Regions from separate parts of the Mus musculus genome. Here region 1 is linked to region 2. A link is a contact called in public Hi-C data. All regions are on one chromosome and are shown on one strand. Each heading gives the region's core, a stretch centred on a gene start, on an enhancer-like site or on the middle of the called end of the contact. The rest is flanking DNA. Distances are from core to core; before and after follow the strand shown. Region 1 holds the start of Pou4f2 (POU domain, class 4, transcription factor 2). Region 2 holds the start of Hand2 (heart and neural crest derivatives expressed 2).

Region 1 (3,586 bases), core at 352-2,851, about 21 Mb before region 2:
CGCCGCAGGGCTTCCGGGTGCTGACTCCCAGAGGGCTCCCCTTTCCACGCTTGCCCTCCACTTTGTTTTTGTCCTAGCTCGCGCCAGTGCCTCTTAGGCCTTCTGCTTGCTCTCACACCTGCTGGCCCTCCCAAGCTCCCAGGGCCTGCACCTGTTCCGGATCACCCCTGTCCCGGACCAGCCACCCGCAGGTCCTCATCGGTATATGCACCTAGTGTCTTTCCGCGCTCTGGAAGGCGAGGGTAGCCCCAAGTGCCGCAGGACGGAGGGGAAGGATGGGAAGGAGAGGAAATAGGTTGTGTTTGGGGGGGTTGGGGCTGGGGAGTGGGCCACACTGTCTGCTTTTGAACTGGAACTCAGAATGTGTGTTCACTTCCAGGAAAGTGGTTTGCACTAGCACAAAAGTGGGAGCAAAGTGTAAGCAAAAAATAGTCTCTGCACACAGTGACTGTAGAAATGAAGATAAGTGGGACTTACGCCAGTCTGAGTGTGTGTGTTTGTGTGAGTGTGTGTGCACGCGCGTTTGAGTGAGTGAGTGAGTGTGTGTGTGTGTACGTGTACACGGTGTTAGTGGCATTCGGCAGCACATGCGCTCTGTATTTCTGGCCCTTCTCGTCCTGTCAGTTGCTCCTTTCCCTTTGATTGTAGCTAATGAAGAATAATACATCCCAGAGTCAGGGTTTGCCAGGAGATCCTCCCAAGTCCCAGCTCACCCTGTACTGGACATAGGGAGGAGGTGGAAAAAGAGAAGGGGGTGGGAGGAGAGGAATCTGTACATGTGTTAGAGGGTGATATGCTCATAAAGGGGGGAGTCGCATGCGCATAGAGGACACTAACGGGCTGTGTGGCTGTCCAATCCGCTGAGAGCTGAGGGAAATCGAGGGAGAGGAAGCCCTGCAGCCGGGCAGACCCACGTCTTTCTGCACTAGGCACCCGCCGGGCGGTGGGATGCAAAGCCCGGGGCTGACCTCAGCACGCATCAAGGCGGGAGCTCAGAGCAGAGCAGAGGACCCGGGTCGCCGCAGCGTCTAGATCCTCATCCAGGGGAATCAGGGTCACTGGAGCTGACGGGAGGGGAGGGCCCCTGAAACTTAGTGGTAAGCAGAGGGCAGGAGAGCAGGTGGCCAGGTAAGGTGCACCTCACAGTTCAGGGCTAGTCGCTTCCAAGATTGGCTTGGAACGCAACTTTTAGGGGGAGTTTTTTTTTTTTTTTTCCCGAGGGAGGCGGGAAGATCTGGAGACTGTCATTTAGGTGACTGGCACTGCCGGGTGGGGGTGGCCCGAAGCACCGACCTGGCTAGTTGGGTGGGGTTGAGCTGGGGCGCGATTAGAATCAGGAGTTGCAGGCGCGGCGTAGGAGTGGTAACAGCAGAGCGCCTGCCGGGGCAGGGAAGGCTGCGGGTCCCGTGGCAGAGAGAGAGGGGCGGGTGCAGGGAGAACTGAAAGGACCGGAGCCTGCGGGGAGCCAGGGCGGGGAGAAACCCACCCAGAGCAGTGCGTCCTGGCAGGAGAGGGCGGGGGAGGGAAGGAGGGGGAGGGCGGGCGGGGGTCAGGCGCGGGAAGAGGGGACTATAACTCCACCGCCTCGATGAGCTGGGGCACTTTGGGGTGCTGAGGTCTGAAGCCAGAGCCACCCGGAGCAGGGCAACCTCTCGGGCAGACCTAGCGGGAGACACAGGAGCGGAGCTAGCGGCCACACTGGGAGAACCGGGCCTGGAAGCAGTGGCGGCTGAGCACAACTTTGCAGTGTTGTTCCCTCTGCTGCTCCGGCCGGGTACTTCTCCGGAGGGTCGGGTAGCTGGGACCGGAGTGCGCCAGCGACGAGCGCGCCGCGCAAGGAAAGATGATGATGATGTCCCTGAACAGCAAGCAGGCGTTCAGCATGCCTCACGCAGGCAGCCTGCACGTGGAGCCCAAGTACTCGGCGCTACACAGTGCCTCCCCGGGCTCCTCTGCGCCCGCGGCGCCCTCGGCCAGTTCCCCTAGCAGCTCCAGCAACGCTGGCGGCGGCGGCGGTGGCGGCGGAGGCGGAGGCGGCGGCGGCCGGAGCAGCAGTTCCAGCAGCAGTGGCAGCGGCGGCAGCGGCGGCGGCGGGGGCTCGGAGGCGATGCGGAGAGCTTGTCTTCCAACCCCACCGGTGCGTATGTCTGCATAATCACCGCTTAAAGGCACATTTTGACAGCCTCCTTTATCTGCTTGATGTTTTTTTCATGTCTGCACAGCAAATCACCCCACACCTCCAACCAATCCCCCCTCTCTTAAGTATTCAACGGGTCTTGCCTTTCATATTAATTTTTATGACCTGGGATGCTGCCTGTGCGCGTGTTGTGTTGTGTTGTGTTGTGTTGTCTGTGGCTCACTTTTCCTCCCCCTGCACATTGGCTTCTCGCGCAGGCTTCCCCTCTCTTCTCGCTGCCGAGTTTCAGGATCACTGTCATTATTATTATTTTAACGTTCTGGGAATGCTGTAGGCACGGTGGCGGTGGCGAGCCCTGGGCCGGGGGCTTCCGGAGAGAGCGCTCACAATTCCCTGCTGAGCGTAATGTGTGCCTTCTACTTACAATTGCAGAGCAATATATTCGGCGGGCTGGATGAGAGTCTGCTGGCCCGTGCCGAGGCTCTGGCCGCCGTGGACATCGTCTCCCAGAGTAAGAGCCACCACCACCATCCGCCCCACCACAGCCCCTTCAAGCCGGACGCCACTTACCACACCATGAACACCATCCCGTGCACGTCGGCAGCCTCCTCTTCTTCTGTGCCCATCTCGCACCCGTCCGCTCTGGCTGGCACCCATCACCACCACCACCACCACCATCACCACCATCACCAGCCGCACCAGGCGCTGGAGGGCGAGCTGCTTGAGCACCTAAGCCCCGGGCTGGCCCTGGGAGCTATGGCGGGCCCCGACGGCACGGTGGTGTCCACTCCGGCTCACGCACCACACATGGCCACCATGAACCCCATGCACCAAGCAGCCCTGAGCATGGCCCACGCACATGGGCTGCCCTCGCACATGGGCTGCATGAGCGACGTGGATGCAGACCCGCGGGACCTGGAGGCGTTCGCCGAGCGTTTCAAGCAGCGACGCATCAAGCTGGGAGTGACCCAGGCAGATGTGGGCTCGGCGCTGGCCAACCTCAAGATCCCGGGCGTGGGCTCGCTCAGCCAGAGCACCATCTGCAGGTTTGAGTCTCTCACGCTGTCACACAACAACATGATCGCGCTCAAGCCCATCCTGCAGGCGTGGCTGGAGGAAGCTGAGAAATCCCACCGCGAGAAGCTCACTAAGCCGGAGCTCTTCAATGGCGCGGAGAAGAAGCGCAAGCGCACGTCCATCGCGGCGCCGGAGAAGCGCTCTCTGGAAGCCTACTTCGCCATCCAGCCAAGGCCCTCCTCGGAGAAGATCGCGGCCATCGCCGAAAAGCTGGATCTCAAGAAAAATGTGGTGCGCGTCTGGTTCTGCAACCAGAGGCAGAAACAGAAGAGAATGAAATACTCTGCCGGCATTTAGGGACCCTTCTCCAGGGATGGCCCTTTCCCTTCGCCCTCTTTTTTTCTAACCCCCTTCTTGTCTCTTCTGCCTCTT
Region 2 (3,410 bases), core at 581-3,080:
GTCATTAGGTAACTTATTTTAGAAATATTTAGAAGAAAAGTTGGGTTGGCGGTCAAAGATAGCTTTAATGAACACAGAATGAGGGGACCTGGCCAGTGTGACTGGGAGATTGGTGAGCTCCTACATTTTGGAAGGTCGGTCCTAAATGGAGAGAGGAGCTTGCAACTTCGAAGGAAGACATTCTGCTGCTGACATCCTCCTGTCTTGCTTTTGAGGAAACCATCCCTACTCCACAACCTGGCTCCCTACGCAAAGAATGTGGCACACAATTTCTCAGCCTGAATGGAAAGACCAGAACAGCGGTCCCAAGAACCCCGAGTCCCTCACCAGCCTCGATCCCTTAGTACTGACCAGCTCTTTCTTCCTCTTCTCCTCTTTCACGTCGGTCTTCTTGATCTCCGCCTTGAAGGCCTCCGCCTCTCCGTTCTGGTCGTCCTTGGCCAGCAGATCCATGAGGTAGGCGATGTAGCTGGTGGCCAGGCGCAGTGTCTTGATCTTGGAGAGTTTGGTGTCGGCGGGCACGTTGGGGATGCACTCGCGCAGCTCGGCGAAGGCGCTGTTGATGCTCTGAGTCCTGCGCCGCTCCTTGCGGTTGGCGGTGCCCCGGCGCTTCACCGGGCGCGGCCCCCCCAGGCCGGGAGGCCCGGCGCCGGGCGGCACTCCCCCATAATGGGAGTGGTCCAGGCCCGCGGCACCGCTGGCGTACTCGGGGCTGTAGGACAGGGCCATACTGTAGTCGGGGGGCGACATCTCCGGGTGGCCAATAAGCCAGCCGTGGAAGTAGGGGTTCTCCTCGTGGCTGCAGCGGCTGGCGGCGGCGGCGGCAGCGGCGGCGGCGGCTGCGGCGAATGGGTAGCCCTCATGGTGCACCACGGGGTGGTGGGGAAAGCCCCCCACCAGACTCATCTCGCCTTCCGTGGCCCTCCACGCGCCCCAGCGTGCGCGCAGCCCCGCCGCGCCCTCCGATCGGGCTCCGACCTCGGCGATCGGCGGCCTTCCCCACCCCCCACCCCCCAACCCCCGGGCTCCCGGGCCGGCCCTGCAGCCGCAGAGGGGGCCGCTGCAGCCCGGGGCCCGCGCCTGGCCCGCCGGGCCCGCCTCAGCTGTGCCGCGGCCGCCGGCTCCCCATGGGGCGCGGCGAGCTGGTCCCGGCACGGTGCGCCCTTGCTGGCCGCCGCCGCCCGCCCAGCTCTACAGCCCGCGCGCCGGCTCCCGCGTTCCCCGCTGCAGCGACCAGGCAGAGCGCTCCGGTGCTCATGCAAAAGTGCCGGCCGGCTCCCGCGAGGCAGTCCCGCAGACGCCGGCCACGGGACTCCTGACTCCGAAGATGACCTGGAATCCGGGGCGAGTCCAAGCTGGGGCTGCAGGAGCCGGCCCGGCTGTGCCGGGAGGCGGCGGGGTCGCAGCTTAGCGTGGAGCTACCTCGGTGCGACCCTCCCCCTTCCTGCCCCTTCCCCTCCCCCACCAGCTCGATCTGGGTTCTTGGGCGCTTATTGTTTTAATAAAAATTATTTGGTTGTTGTTTTGGTCCTTGAGTGTGATTTGTTTTTAAAGCTGTAAGGAACGTGTCCGTCCTCGCTCCTCAGGCTCTCTCGGAGGCTTTGCAGAGAGGTCTCAGCGCATCCATTTTCTAAGATCCTCTCCTCTCCGGACAAGAATCTTGGGCCCTTGAAGGCACCTCGGAGCTGGGAAGCGGCGAATGGACTCTCGGAGGGGTGTGCTCAGACAGTGGCCGCGGAAGCTCCTGGGTGGCAGCGGCGGCGGTTCTCTTGGGCTGGACGCGGTGAGGGGAGCAAGCCGATTTTCCCAGCAAGATCTCCATGTACAGCTACATCTTTAGGGCCGCTCGGGTTAATATATGTCGTCAGAGGCTCCTCACGCCAATCCCGGGGCGGCGGGGGCGGCGCCTCGCGCTCTCCGCAATAAAACTTTTTGATGTTCACGTTGCTAATTGCCGAGGTCCTCTTCTAGGATTGGTTGTCCACTCATAACCATAAGATAATTAAAACGGGGGGGGGCAGGGTAAAAAAAAAACCCTTTTATCAGCCATAGGTTAATGCAAGTGTTTAACAGATGCTTCGCTATTAAAATATTTCCCCCCAATACTGAAGAATCTTAAACCAGGTACAGTATTATTTCGCTTTCTTTTCTGATTACAGGGGTGGGGTGAATAGAGAAAGGAACGCAGATTATGCCTTTTCAAGTGTTTTGTAGGTAACCGAGGCAGAAAACTGAGCCGACAGTCTCCTATAGTTTTGTGCTGGGCTGGGGAGGGGATTTGGGGTGGGTGGTGGTGGCGACAAGAGTCTGGAGGTGGCGGTATGGAATCCCATTAAGGTGCGATTGGGAGTGAGCCGAGTCTCTTTGACCAGGCTAGAGCGCCAGCGCTCCTCTGACCCGGCACACTTTGGCAAAGTTGCAGTGGCCTGTTTGCTTAGGCACTGAAGTGGATGACCCAAGTTAGGATGACAACTTGCAGAGAACGCGGATGAGACCTTCAGTTTGTGCCCACACTCATTTGCAGCAACCCTAACAGAGATTGCGAAGATTTTCAAAGTGGGGCACCTCGATTTCTCGAATCTGTGGTGTGGCGAATATCCGTGTTCCTCCTGCTTAACTAGCCTGTTTGGTAAGTAACTGAATAGTTTTTACAGCGTGTTCGGAGCTTATTTTCTAGTTTTTATGAACAAACATATAAATATATCTCTGCATTCCTGCCTCCCTCATAAAAGCGGGCATCTGTGGAAAGCAGGTTTAGTTATCGGAGGGGAGCCATTAAACGGACGTTTAAGAGACAGGCAGGGAGGAAGGCTCGTGGATGTTTAGACTGCTTGCCTTGGCGATCTTGAACGCATTAGAACGGAAAATGGATCTCCACTTGTAAGTTAGCGGGCCTCGGGGCACCTAGGAGATTCCCCAGCAGCGCGGGATAGGGGCGGTCAGTGGAAGGAGGCAAAACCACCCTCCGGCTGGCCTGTATGAGGATCTCTTCTTTTCACTCACACGAAGAAGGTCCCTGTGTAATAGGGTGTCAACAGAAGCCCTTAGGCTGTAAATTTGATCACACCGATAGCTGGCCTTGGACCTGAGGAGGCAAGCAGAGGGGACACAAGTGACTCCCACCGTTGGCATCGCTTTTTGGAGGCAGAAGCACTCTGGTCCCAGACATTAAAGAGAACCCCAAGTTAAGAATCCTGCATGGACAGTCCTTCCCATGTCCCTAGAGTCTGTCTGGCTGTTATTCTGTCTGGAAGGCCACATCAGAAGGAATCGGAGAGCCCATCTTCTTGCTCCCAGGGTACCCGAGCTGAGACCTAACTGCCCTGTGGTAATCTCACGGAGGAAAAAAAAAGACTTTAGAGCTGGGTGGTGGGAGAGGGGGAGAACTTAAAGGTTGTGGCCTTTCTTCT

Evidence for each region. A called contact is a pair of places that touch in the nucleus more often than the background predicts.
Region 1: a Hi-C map of cerebellum shows a contact between it and region 2, with 10 times the contacts expected there. The contact joins the promoter of Pou4f2 here to the promoter of Hand2 in region 2. A contact is called at or near these places in 3 of 484 Hi-C or Micro-C datasets (cerebellum and embryonic stem cells).

Annotation. Positions count from the first base shown.
Region 1 is chr8:78,434,662-78,438,247 of GRCm38.p6, reverse strand. Pou4f2 (POU domain, class 4, transcription factor 2) reads left to right here and starts at 1,601. Exons shown (of 2, transcript NM_138944.3): 1 at 1,601-2,137; 2 at 2,570-3,586. The coding sequence starts at 1,844. The coding sequence ends at 3,511.
Region 2 is chr8:57,319,403-57,322,812 of GRCm38.p6, reverse strand. Hand2 (heart and neural crest derivatives expressed 2) reads right to left here and starts at 1,830. Exons shown (of 2, transcript NM_010402.4): 1 at 352-1,830. The coding sequence starts at 906. Hand2os1 (Hand2, opposite strand 1) reads left to right here and starts at 1,954. Exons shown (of 6, transcript NR_154048.1): 1 at 1,954-2,124; 2 at 2,525-2,629.